Linked DNA regions of Mus musculus: region 2 is linked to region 1. A link is a contact called in public Hi-C data. All regions are on one chromosome and are shown on one strand. Each heading gives the region's core, a stretch centred on a gene start, on an enhancer-like site or on the middle of the called end of the contact. The rest is flanking DNA. Distances are from core to core; before and after follow the strand shown.

Region 1 (6,361 bases), core at 2,440-4,939:
GAGGAACAATTATGCCGTTTCAAAGCCAACAACCCGTGCATCCTCTGGGAATGTCTATCATTCAAATGTCTTTCCAGTCCTTCCAAGAACACAAGGATGGACAGCCTTTGCCATTTCTGTGCAGCTAGAAATAGAGGGTGTAGGAAGAGACTCCCGGGAAAGACTTGTTTCAAATTTTCTTTCCTTTTTCTGGGCATTCATTTCTTCATTTGTAAAACAAAGCGGGTTTTTTTTGTTTGTTTGTTTTTTGTTATTTTATGATCCTTCAAGGTCAGATCACTTGTGTTCTCTATGTTTGTGACCTGTGAACCTAGAGGCCCCAATGTAGTAAAATCTCACTCAGTGTTTTGCTAAGGACTGGATGAAAGGTCAGCTGTTTGTAATCTACTTTAATCAACAAGTACAATAAAAAATACAATAGCACTAAGCCACCTAACAATGAGATGCTTGAAGCAGGCTTTTTGATATATCTTTCTTTTCATACTCATATAAGCTCTTTAAAACCAGCAATTTGGTGACCTTCTATTAGATCATTGCTAACATTTTCAATGCCTTACATAGGGAAAAGTATTGACTTATTATTATTATTATTATTTGGAAATAAACCTTACATAAAAACTTTCCATAACCTCGTAATACAAAGTCTACAGACATAAAAGTAGTCTAACAAAATTCCCTTTCTTTTCAAAATGTCACTGTTATTATACGAATAGAGAATTTTCTGGGTGGAGGAATGACCATCTATAATTAAGGAACATCATCACAATCAGCAGCAGCAGCATCAACCTCCTCACCATCACCAACAGCAAAACAAAACAAAAAGAGTCGTCTGAACCTTTCTGATTCTGGAAACCTCTTTACGTTTTCTTTAAAGGCGTTGGAAATTCTGAGGCATCACTAAATCTATCCTATAGTAGTGTGAGAGTTATTTGTAACCTAGCTCCTGGCAAATGGGTAAGAAATAATTCCTTTATGTTAAAAATGTGGTTTATTTGATAGGTTTTGTGAGTTTGCAGAGTTATGAAGAAGTTTCAGGATTAAGACAATGAGGCCAGCATTCCAGTGATAATAGACAGCTTTCTCATAGCTCTAAATTGTCCATAAGCCAAGATCCCTTGAGATGGCAAAACAGCCAAATAGTAGCACAGTGGCTGAGCAAATGTTTAGTGATTCGGTCCCTGGAAAAGTTAGTTGCATGCTGAGAGTTTTATCAGGTTAACTAATAAAGGGTTTGGATCCAGGCCCTGCAATGAAAGGTGGAGAGCCAGGGTTTAAATAGCAACTTGACATGGAAACCACACACAGATCTGTCAGAGAAGCCATTCTTGTGCAATGCCTATGGTTGTAGCTCGGCATAAGCAAGGCCTGCTCATGGAAGGACAGCACTATGTCAACCGGCACGTCCTTTTATTTTTACTTTTTTTACTTTGAAAAATTGTATTGTATATGGACAATTATAGACTATAGGTGGCCATTCTAGATCATTCCTTTCGATGTTAAATAAAATTATGAATTCCATAAGTACCTCTTTTTGTGCCTGCCAGAACCTAAGTCTTTCTAAATCGAGAGTTTTTTACGGAACCTAGTTCTCATATAAGCTATGCTTCCTAAATACTTAGAACCTCCCCCCACCCCCAGTATCTAGCTGCTATTTGTTCTGTTGCAGTAGAAAATCCTCTTTCCATTTTCTTCTCTATTAATATAAGCCCTGTAAATATGCATGATAAAGTATGGTGTTTTGACACATCTATATATATGGGGGAATTTGAACTCAGGTTATTAATATATCTATCACCTTTAATGTGTATCATTTATCTATGGTAAATACATCTAAATCCTATCTCTCAGTTATTTTAAGATAAGTAATGTATTATTTTAAAATTATCCTTTCCTGCTATGTATTCGTGTATTCTCTCATTAAAATCTATAATACCACAACAGAGATATCTCTACCCACTTCTTTTTTTAAATTTTCATGGTCATAATATTTGAAATGCTGCCCATGTCTCTATTCAAGAAGACACCCACATTCAGCCATTTATCCCCACCTTTGAAATCTGGGAGAGGATTTTCATTATTCTAAATTAGAACTAGTAACTTCTATGTTTCTGATTGCCCTTCTAAAGTGGCACGTCATGGTGACACATGGCCTTTGTTAAACAAACTGACATTCAACCTTTGCAACTGCAACCACGAAGAAAATTTGTGACTCTACGCAACCCTGTTTTCTTTTGCCATGACGCCTATTTGTATTTAATTTAGAAGCCAAAGATCGTAACAGCCTCTACTTTACACAAGAACTCTCTGGTTATTTTTTTTTTTTTCCCCTGAGAGAGAGTTTCTCTGTGTAATAGCTTTGGTTATCCTGGAACTTGGCTTGTAGACCAGGCTAGCCTTGAATTCATAGAGATCTGTCTGCCTCTGCCTCCTGAGTACTGGGATTAAAGGAGTATACTGCCATTACCCAGCTGAAAATTTCTGGTTAATTTTAAAAAGATCTAATTTAAGTTAATTTAGAAAATCTGTTACATTCTAGAATTCAAAGGATCTAACCTTTCCAAAAAGCAAGCTGTAAGAATTTTGGACATTAAGCTATTTCTGAGTATAGTTGACTTTCACTGATTAACCCAGCTTGGACATCTGCTTTGTTGTGGGGTCTCAAGGAGAGCCATGGTCTTGATTGACAAATGTATCAGATGATATGCCTTTTCTTTTCCCAGTCTCCTTTGCAATTAGGTTGAAACCATTCACACGTTTCATTCAGCCAATGAAAGCCATGCAGAAATACCTCACTTCACTTTTTTTTGCAAGGACATGTAAGAAGAGAGGGTGAGCCACCCCCATTTGCTGTTCAAGAGTCTAGAAGCTGTAGGTATAAAATAGAACGGGATGAGTCATGTGAAACAGAAACACAGTTCTAACTGAGCTGAGCCACTGGGATTTGGGGTTGGGTACTTCAGCAGCCAGCACTAATGATTCTGACTTAGGCAGCAGGTGCTAGATCTAGATGTTATGGAATGATCGGAGAAATTGGGTTCATATCTAGAAGAGGAAATCACAAATCTTTGAATTAAAACCCACGGGGGGCAGGGGGAAGACTTAGAGGAAAGTAAATCACATTTCTGGAAATTACGATGGAGTAAACTAAGCTTCAGGGTAAAGGGCACACAGATCAATGTTTTTATCAAGTTCGTCAAATGCTTCTAGATCATTTCATTCAATCCCAAACTTGTGTCGCTTATCATCAAAGTGTTTTCTGAGATGGTGAAATAGAAGATCAAAAGGAATCAGAGGTTTGAGAGTGATTGGGGGGCAGGGGGCAAACTCTGACCCCTTAGGCTAAATCTGGACTCCTGGTTTGTTTTATTGAGATGCAGCCAAGCTCGGTTACTTACTTATTGCCTAAGGCTGTTTTCCTCACACAGGCAGAGCTGCAACCAGTGACCTCAAGTGTCACAAAGCCTACTAATATATTTCAGGTCTGGCTCTTAGGAGAAAATATTTTGGCTTATAGTCTTCTCAGCCCACCTCCCCTCCCAATCCCCCTTTCAGGAGATAGACACCAGTCCTCAGTTTTACTCTGCTCCTTAGTGGTTGACTCAAACTCAGCAGTGCAGTTGCTGTGGATGACTTGTAGAAGCCATTGAATATCCTAGGTCAGCCGCCAACGAGAGCATTTCCATGTTCTGTGAACAAAGTCCAACAGGTTCTCGGCTTTTCTTTCAGGCTGTCAAAGCCAGCACACACACAGCCTACATAGCATTGCTGTCCTAGTGGTATCTAGAAAGAGCTGGAGACGTTTGCAAGAACAGAGATTATGATTTCCAGATACATGTGCATTTCTGAAGTTCTTTTACTTCAAAAGGAAATTATCAAATATGCTAATAATTAGTGTCACCGAGACATATTCAAGATAAGTCCGCATTGGAGTCTGATCAATTTATATCAAAAGCTTGGTGCCACATAAAAATTTAAAAATAACCTATATTTAAATATATGCACATCTAGATGTGTATATTTGAACACACATCTAAATATAAAATTTAAAGCTGTCAGATCCAGGAAATTCAAGTGTTAAGTGGAATTCTGGGGGATGGCTAATAAGACTGGCTCCATGAGCAGACATGAGTGGCAGATCTTCAGCTTAAAGCACTGTTTTTCCATCTTCCTAATGCTGATACCCTTTAAAACAGTTCCTCCTTTTGTGGTGACCTCCTCAGCCACAAAATTACATATGCTAATTCATAACTATATTTTTGTCACTTTATGAATTATAGTGTAAGTATATGACATGTAAATGGTCTTAGGTGACGCCTGTGAGCTTGGGGACTCCTGCTGAAGAGAGGAAGAAAGACTTGTAGAAGCCAGAGGGGTCTAGGATACCAGAGGAACAGTCATAGAACCAACTAAGCAGGACTCAGAGGGGCTCACAGAGACTGAAGTGACAATCACAGAGCCTGCACAGGTCTGTGCTAGGTCCTCTGTATATATGTTGCGGTTGTGTAGCTTGGTATTTTTGTTGGACAACTAACAGTGAGAGTAGGGGGTGTCTCTGACTCTTTTGCCTGCACTTGGGAACTCTTTCCTCCTAATGGGTTGCCTAGCCCAGCCTTGATGTAAGGGCTTGTGCCTAGTCTTATTGCATCTTGTTATGCAGGTTTTGATCCATATCTCTGGGAATCCTGCTCTTTTCTGAGAGGAACCTGAGGAGTGGATCCAAGGGAGAGAGAAGTGGGTGAGAACTGGGAAGAGTGGAGGGAGGGGAAACTGGGGTAGGGATGTAGTGTGTAAGAGAAGAGTAAATTGAAGAAAGAAAGAAAGAAAGAAAGAAAGAAAGGAAGGAAGGAAGGAAGGAAGGAAGGAAGGAAGGAAGGAAGGAAGGAAGAAAGAAAGAAAGAAGAGGGAGGGAGGGAGGGGGAGTAAAGGAGGGGGAGGGACGGAAGGAAGGAAGGAAGACAGACAGACAGACAACATCTTTTGACCCACCTCCCCATGGGGGTCTCGACACACAGATTAAGAACCTCTGGCTTAAAGAAGTCTATGACAATTCTCTTCTTTCTCCTTTCATTGTCCCAACGATGTAATAAAGATCACCAGCCAGAAACCTAGCAAATGACAGCAAAGACACCAAGTATGCTTGTTTCCAAGCAAACAACAGGGGTAAATGTCCAGGGCCCAAAACTCTAGTATTTCTCAGTGAAGAAAGGAGGAGTGAGCCCAGGCTACCTCACAAAGGCCCACCTAGGTCTCTGAGAACCTCTTTGGCAATTGGATCAGGTTCACTGCAGAGCAGCTGCTGAGGTCGGGAATGGAAGCCATTGATTGCTAAGGCAGCAGGAGATTGGATGCAAGGAGTTCTTTCACCCTTTGGAAAGAAAAGCTTAGCATCCCTCCATCCCCCACTCATTTAATTTATGTAAGTTCTTGGAGTCAGAAAAGAAAGAAAAACCAAAGCAGAACGCAATTTCATTACAATCTTAATGGGAATAATTGGTAACATGTGTACCTCATTTGGCATATGCAGTCTTCATTCCCTTCTTGTTGGTTAATTGAGACTGGCAGTCCCAATTGAACAGCTCCTAGTAGCATGTAATGGCTAATTGTGAGCAGGTTAGAAGCAGTCTTTGTCTTTGAAAAGGCCTCTTAACTTTCCAGGGCATGTCTGCTTTGGATTGAAGTTGTAACCCGGTATTGAATGATTGAAATTCAAGAAAATCCTTTAATATTACGGTTCAAATAAGTGAACTCATACTTCATGCCGTATGTTTAGCAGGTGACTGAAACCATGTGCTCTTTAGTCGAGTTACTAGAGAATTACGTGTAAGGATTTAAATATGGATGTAAGCAGCTTTATAGCTAGGGGCAAAGAGTATTGTGGTTAATACAGAGGCTAGAATAAGAATTATATTCATTTGGGCCACTGGAGTGACTTCTAGTTGAATTCAGTTATCCTTTATGTTAATAACTCCCTAGATTCACAGCCAAACATCCATTGACTTGCTCAGTTACTATTAACAAATGGCTAGTGTCTGAAAAGGCTTTGCCTACTGGTGTGTGTGTGTGTGTGTGTGTGTGTGTGTGTGTGTGTGTGTGTGTGTGTCTGGGTGTGTGTGTGTCAATGTATATGAGTGTATAGTCCAATTTACATGAGGACATGTATTCTTTGATGGTACCATCAGTACTATGACCCTAAGACACATTTCTAAGCATTGTGCAAGGAAGCCCACTCAATAATATATTGTTTATGGCTCAGCTGGTAAGGTGCTCACCATGGAAGCAAAGCAACCTGGGTTTGCTAGAACCTAGAACCCATGTGAGAACATGCTGGGTGTGCTGGTGAACAACTGTAATCCTAGCACTG
Region 2 (6,361 bases), core at 2,648-5,147, 220 kb after region 1:
AATAAAATACGTAACCTCTATTTTTGATTAAAACCCAAGCCACCTGTAAAATGCTTCCTAAAGCTAACTTTAGAGTCGAGATTCGTAGACTCTAGAGTTTAGTATCAGAGTGTCAGAACCTAGGAGAGTATAGAGAATACTCACCAGCCTTAGCTTTCTACCCCATCTCTGTACAGCCCCTCAAAAGGATTTGCATGTGGGTCTGTGGGTATTGAACCTGCGCCTCCAGGGGCCGTTGGCATCACATCCCTGTAGAGGTCATTCTTTATGAGTAGACAGCACCCCATTTTACTCCTACTAGGTTAATATGAGGTCTTAAGACATTCCACATGGGGCCTCAGGCCACTGAAGTGGCAACTACTGGGGTCCTGGATTAGAAAGTGGGGTCTGTGGTAGGACAAGTGGTAGTCTGAAGGAGGATGACCTCTTGGCTCTGTAGCTTCCACAGCCGTAGAAGAGGACACGGAAGTAGAATTCCTGTTGCTGAAGCACTCTTGCCAGGGTTAATGGTGTCCATATTGGGGTGTGCTTCCTTCTTCTCCCGGGGTTCTCTTCCTCCGTGATGTCTAATGGAGTCGAACTCACTTCTCAAGCAGCATGGCATGTTGGGTCTCCTTCCAGAAAACCTTAATTCTCCTAGTATGTAACTCATTTGTCCTAAGATGGCAATAGCAAAAGACCGTAAGTCACTTAAGCACTGTGCACCCAGTTTTCTTTTAGGGCTCTCAAGAGATTTGGAAAAGTCAATATGTGCAGAAAGCTATATCGAAAGAAGTATTAAGTACTATAACTGCTAGCTGTGTACTCACACAGCACCCCGTTCTTACGCAGAAAGGCTTCATGTTGCTTTATTATATTTCCATTAGCGCCGTCTCTTCTGGCAACGTGCTATTGAATGCAAGGACTTAAATTGATTTAATTCTGTACTCTGAGCACAAAACCCAATGTACATTACTTAGTTGCTGCTCGGTAAATAGATTTGGGGTAGTTAAATCATCTTTTGGCAACTTGGAATTTGCTCCCGCAAGTGTTTATGCTGTGGTCTCTGCACGCCTATAAGGGAAGTGCCTGGGATTGAGCTCAGCTTCCTAGAACTTTCCAACTGTACGCACTTAGAGAGTTAGATGGGCAAGGTAGAACCAACCCCGAACCATGTCACTGGGTGGCTGGCAAAGAGAAGGAATATTCAAGTGGCATTCTTAAGGATCAGTTACATCTGTCCAAGATGCTGATTCTGTGTCACGACAAAAACTTCTCATCCACGACATCCCATTATGGAATGCTGTCTATGTCTTTGTAGGCGCCGACGAACGTGCAGGCTACTTTCCCAAGGTCTTTGTGACCAAGTGTTTTCTCAGCATCTTCCCTCTGAGGTGTTTGTGTCACTGTTAGTCTTCATTGGACCTGCTTATTCTGATGACTTGCAGATGAACAGGGCTCCGGAAATACGGCCAGGAGAGGGACCGTAAAGATGTTTGCCTGATTACGATTGCGAAACCACTCTGTCAAGTTTTCCCTATCATTTACTCAAGTGGTTGCTAGGTAATTTCTAGTCCAGCTCCACAATTAAAGTGAAAGGGCCTGGCAGCCAGCTCATCACTCGGTGGTTCTTCCGCTCGAGCTGGGCCTGAGCTGTGATCAGATACAACAGAATGCTTTGCACGGGACCTAGAAAACCCAAGCAAAGGGCCGCAGAAACCCTCCTCAGCGAGTCCAACCTCATTCTGGGAACATTGTTCTCTCAGTGACCCATAGGATGATAAAAGTGTGTTCTTTTTGTGCTTGCAGAGCTATGTTTAAGGTTTTCCCTTCTCCCACCCCAAAAGAAAACAGAAAGGAGGAAAAAAACAAACCTACTTAAATTACAGGGCATCTAAAAACAATATTAGGTGTTCTTTGAGTTTTCAAGTAATTATAACTATTCTAAAGTAATTGGCTTTACAACAAAGACTTGGACAGCTAAAGTGTGGAGAGTCCAAGACTCAGAGCGATTTCTGTGTTTTAGCTTACTTAATCTTCATGAATATCCTACTAGGTAGGAAGTCCTATTGTCTTTATGTTACCAGTGAGAAATGGAGGCATAGGAAACTATAGATTCACTTAGGTTCAAATGTTCCAAGGGTTAAATCTAGGTCCTTGTGTATACTAAGCATGGTTTGAGTCACTGATCTGTATCTCCATCCCCAGAATTAGGGCCATAGATTAAGGATACAGGGCCAGCATTCAAGCCTAGCCTGTTTTGTTAGTCTGATCATTTCACAGCCTTTTTTTTTTTAAATGTGGCAAAGACACATTTATTCATCAATTCTTCACTAGAGAGACCCCTTCTGAGCTATATTTTAAGGGAAGGAAATTCTAAGGGCATAATGTTAGTGAAGACTTTGTAGTTCCTGCTTTTTGTTATATATATTTTAATTCTTACTTTTGTTCTTTGTTTTGATTCAGGGTGTTGCTGTGTAGCTCTTGTTACTATGATCTCAAGAGATCCACTTTCCTCTGTCTCCTGAGTGCTGGGGTTAAGGGGGTGCCCCATCATGCCTGGCTTTAATTTTTCATTTTTAAGCCATATTAAATAAGATGTGATACAAATGAATTTGCAAATTTTCAGTAATGGAATTTCACATTACCATATTGCCCGTATTGGTATTTTGGTCCTCGTAGGATATGGGGCTGATCTCTTAAAATGAAGATTTTTTTTTTTCTGAATGAAATACAATCAAGGTTGAAGAGAATGCAAGGCACTTTCTCCATTGCTAGAATCAATGTCAACCTGACATAGGGGTCTTGTTTCCATGGCAACACATCAAGGCATTAACCGTTTGTTGCAGAGCTGACATGAAGACGAGAATTTCCATCTGGGTTTATTTGCTCTGTTACTCCTGTGCTTAGATCCTTCACTTTCTTTGACCTTCAATCTTCTCACAAATTAAAAGTAACCAGTTATTATTCCGCGTCCAGTGGAACTTCTTGTAATCTGGCAAAAGCGGTCAAATCTTGAATGAGCTCTGAGCTTCCCAGAAGAAGCTTCTCAATGGCTTCAAGTGTCTTTCCTTTGTTGCATGTTGTGATTCTCCTTACTCTGACCCCAGTGTTGGTGGCTAGACAGAAAAAAAGAAAGAAAGAAAAAAAGAATATTCTCTCCTCCCTCCAGTCTTTGCACCTGTTGTTTACATAAAAAGGAGGTGGGGGGAGAGGGTATATCCGGAGGCACAAGCAAGGCAGAAGAGTGATGGTGGCCCGGTTATGATGATTGTCTTGGGACAGCTTTGAAATTGAGCCAAATTCCCCAAGTCTCTTAACACCCATAGAGTCCAGTACGTTCAGTCCATTGTTTTTCTTTTTTTCCCCTTCCTTCCTTCCTTCCTTCCTTCCTTCCTTCCTTCCTTCCTTCCTTCCTTCCTTCCTTCCTCCCTCCCTCCCTCCCTCCCTCCCTCCCTTCTTTCCTTTCTTTCTTTCTTTCTTTCTTTCTTTCTTTCTTTCTTTCTTTCTTTCTTTCTTTTTAGAAATACTGTGCTTTAATGCTTTAGAAAGAAAAATCACATCTAGTGTAAAACAAAAGAATCTTTGGATTGGCTTACCTTTAAAATGATATGATAATTATGAGTAATATTTAGCAGGCTAATACATGCCAGGAACTGCTGTAACTGCTATTCTGTCCACTCATAGACTACAATGTTTACAACTCTTCCTTAGTTGAGATACAGGACATAAAATACATTTTTCCCAGAGCTTCAAGACAATGACCTGGCAGAGACCACTTTCACCTCCACGTAGCACGTGATCAGACTTGGGTAATTGGCCTCTCTCCAGTCTCCCAAAGTCTAGGTTTTCTGATACAATGCTTCAACCTTTCTGAGTCACGGATTTCTTATTTACTGGAATTGACAGCGTCACTCAGATCCAAGCCAAAACACTTGCCAAACAGCTTTTTGTTTGTTTATACTTCTATGTGTGCGTGTGGATACAGGTTAGGGAAAGTTGAAGTGGTTTTTGGATAGAGATTTTTCACTCTCATTAGTCATAATCATGGTGTGTGTGTGTGTGTGTGTGTGTGTGTGTGTGTCGCAGGACCAACCTTAAAGATGACTTATATAATGTTCATCTCCACAGTTGTTAAATTTAAATCATAAGAGAGAGATATATCTATGTATATCTTACATTATCAAAGGCCGGTAATATAACGCTCTTGTTAGTTCCACTCTACTGTAGTATGCATGATAAGGAATATTAGAACTGACTCTTGGGTTGAGTTTGGTTCAATACCAAAATTATGCTATTTTTTTTCCAGTTTGGAGTTCACTGTAAAGTTTCTGTGCATACTCACTTTTTGATAGGTTATATCCTGGTAGATGTAATTCCATGAACTGATTTGCTACAAATTATCCCACAGTAGAATCAAATCTCTATAAAAGAAAGTATTTTACCAGCACATTCATAATATGTTATTAAAGTTAAATAATAATAGTCCTCACAGTCACAATGCCATCAACGGCTACTAAACCTCCACTTAACACAGTGGCGAACTTAATGACTGCCATATTTCACAGTTCAGACACGATGGGAGTTCGAGTCCATCCTGGAACCAGTCTCCTGGACTGCAAAGACATACATGTTCTTAATAAAAATATTCAGAGAATCTTTAAATGTTTTAAGGGCCAGTAACAATTTAACATTCCTATTAAGATTTACATTACTAAATTCTCCGACGCTAGCAGGCAAATGCTGAACGATTGATAGTGTTTCTCTGCCCCCTAGTGGACTGGCTGCAGAATTGAACTGGCCAGCACACCATTCTTCAGGCGCAGTTGCCGGTGTGCTCTGAGGTCTAGATTCTGAGATCTGTATCTGATTTGACTCCCAAAGGGTAGTGGTGGAGGCAGATTAAGGTCAAGCCTCTAGTTGAGTGGTTCTCAGCCTTCCTAACGCTACGACCCTTTCGTACAGTTCCTCATGTTGTGGTGAAGCCCAACCATAAAATTTTCAGTGCTACTTTGTAACTGCAATTTGCTACTCTTATAAATGGTAATGTAAAATATCTGTGTTTTCCAATGGTCTTGGGCAACTCCTGTGGAATGGTCATTCAACCCCCAAAGGGTTTGCAGCCGATAGGTTGAGAATCAACCGTCTAGCGCAAAGGAATACGAACATGGTGTATTGTTTCTGCTTGGGTTTCAAAACTTCAGGGGAGTCATGGCAATTGTGGAAATGGTTTTCACATCTGAGCTAGCGGCATTTTCACTATGTTGTGACAGAAGGGTTTCTCATCAGGTTTTTATTAACTTCTGGGGCTGATAATGGGCAACTTTGTAGGATGCTTAAGAGCATCCCTGGCTTTCTCTCTGATAGATGCACCCCCAGCTATGATAAGAAACATCTCTGGTGTTAACTTTGCAGGGAACCTTTCCCCTGCATGAGAATCCTCTTGTTCTTCACGGCTCCTATTCATCTGCAAATGATGTGATAAAAACATTTTACCAGATATTTTACCACAGCTGGGAGACCTTATATTATTTAATGTAGTCTGTACAAAAGTCCTCAGGGGTAAAGTACATCCTAGACTATCATTTATCCCCATCCTCAGCTGAGGTCTTTTCCTTTCAAATGACTCCAGCTTGTGTCAAGTTGACATAAAGCCAGCCAGTACAGGGGACAGTGGGGAGAGAGGCAAGGCTCCAGTGAGGCTGTTCAGCTCTTATGAAGCCTTCAGAAAGATGTCAGCTTTTTCTGTGAGTGAGAAGAAATTCCACCGGAAAGAGAGGTGCTGTGATCTCATTTAATCTGTCAAGGAAGTATGGCAATCTTTTCCTCTGTCTTAGGAAACAGTGGGTCAGAATGGCTAGGGCAATAAGTTCTGGCTGTAAGACTGACTTAGTTTGAAACGCTATCTCTAGGATTTCCCTTCCAGTGTACAGGGTGACAAATGATTTGACTTAGCAGAGCCTCTGTTTTCTCATCTGAAGAAAAAAAAATGTAGCAAAATCCCTGCTAACTGAGTCTAAGTGTCACGAGACAGGTGATGCCCCCATTAGTTCATTACCAGTTAGAAGAACAAAACTCGACCTGGCTGGTGAGCCGCGGTTCTTGGCTCTGCTACGCTTTTGCAAAGCAGAGAATGATTGCCCCATCAGTGAATGCAAGTGCCCTGTGTTTGGAAGTACCGTTAATACCTGCCTGGAGACTTGATAATGTGTCCTGCTTTCACTTTCATTGTTTAGGGTGTGAGAAGCAATTATTTTGCATAGTTCTCAGTCATTAAACGAGGCACAACTTTATCTATTCATTTCTTACGATCTCAGAAAGCATTTGATTGCTGCTTTATGAGGAATGAAATAATGCCCTTCTACGGTGAACACTTACATAG

The links. Hi-C and Micro-C count contacts between places; a contact is called where the count stands out from the background.
Region 2: a Hi-C map of liver shows a contact between it and region 1, with 2.7 times the contacts expected there. The contact joins two enhancer-like sites. A contact is called at or near these places in 2 of 15 datasets of contacts at CTCF or cohesin (CD8 T cells and large pre-B cells), 10 of 484 Hi-C or Micro-C datasets (the N1E-115 cell line, bone marrow-derived macrophages, cranial neural crest and 5 more), 7 of 115 datasets of contacts at active chromatin or transcription factors (CD8 T cells, embryonic limb bud, embryonic stem cells and 1 more) and 1 of 9 other capture datasets (embryonic stem cells).

Annotation. Positions count from the first base shown.
Region 1 is chr10:99,354,217-99,360,577 of GRCm38.p6, forward strand. No RefSeq gene overlaps it. Among named protein-coding and RNA genes, the nearest start is that of Gm34921, 86 kb to the left of the region's middle. Within about 2 kb of position 3,690, at least 13 of the 459 cell types and tissues checked have an H3K27ac peak or open chromatin away from gene starts, as enhancers often do. A contact at or near this core is called in bone marrow-derived macrophages, hepatocytes and liver, where this site is marked.
Region 2 is chr10:99,572,699-99,579,059 of GRCm38.p6, forward strand. No RefSeq gene overlaps it. Among named protein-coding and RNA genes, the nearest start is that of Gm20110, 33 kb to the right of the region's middle. Within about 2 kb of position 3,898, at least 21 of the 459 cell types and tissues checked have an H3K27ac peak or open chromatin away from gene starts, as enhancers often do. A contact at or near this core is called in bone marrow-derived macrophages, hepatocytes and liver, where this site is marked.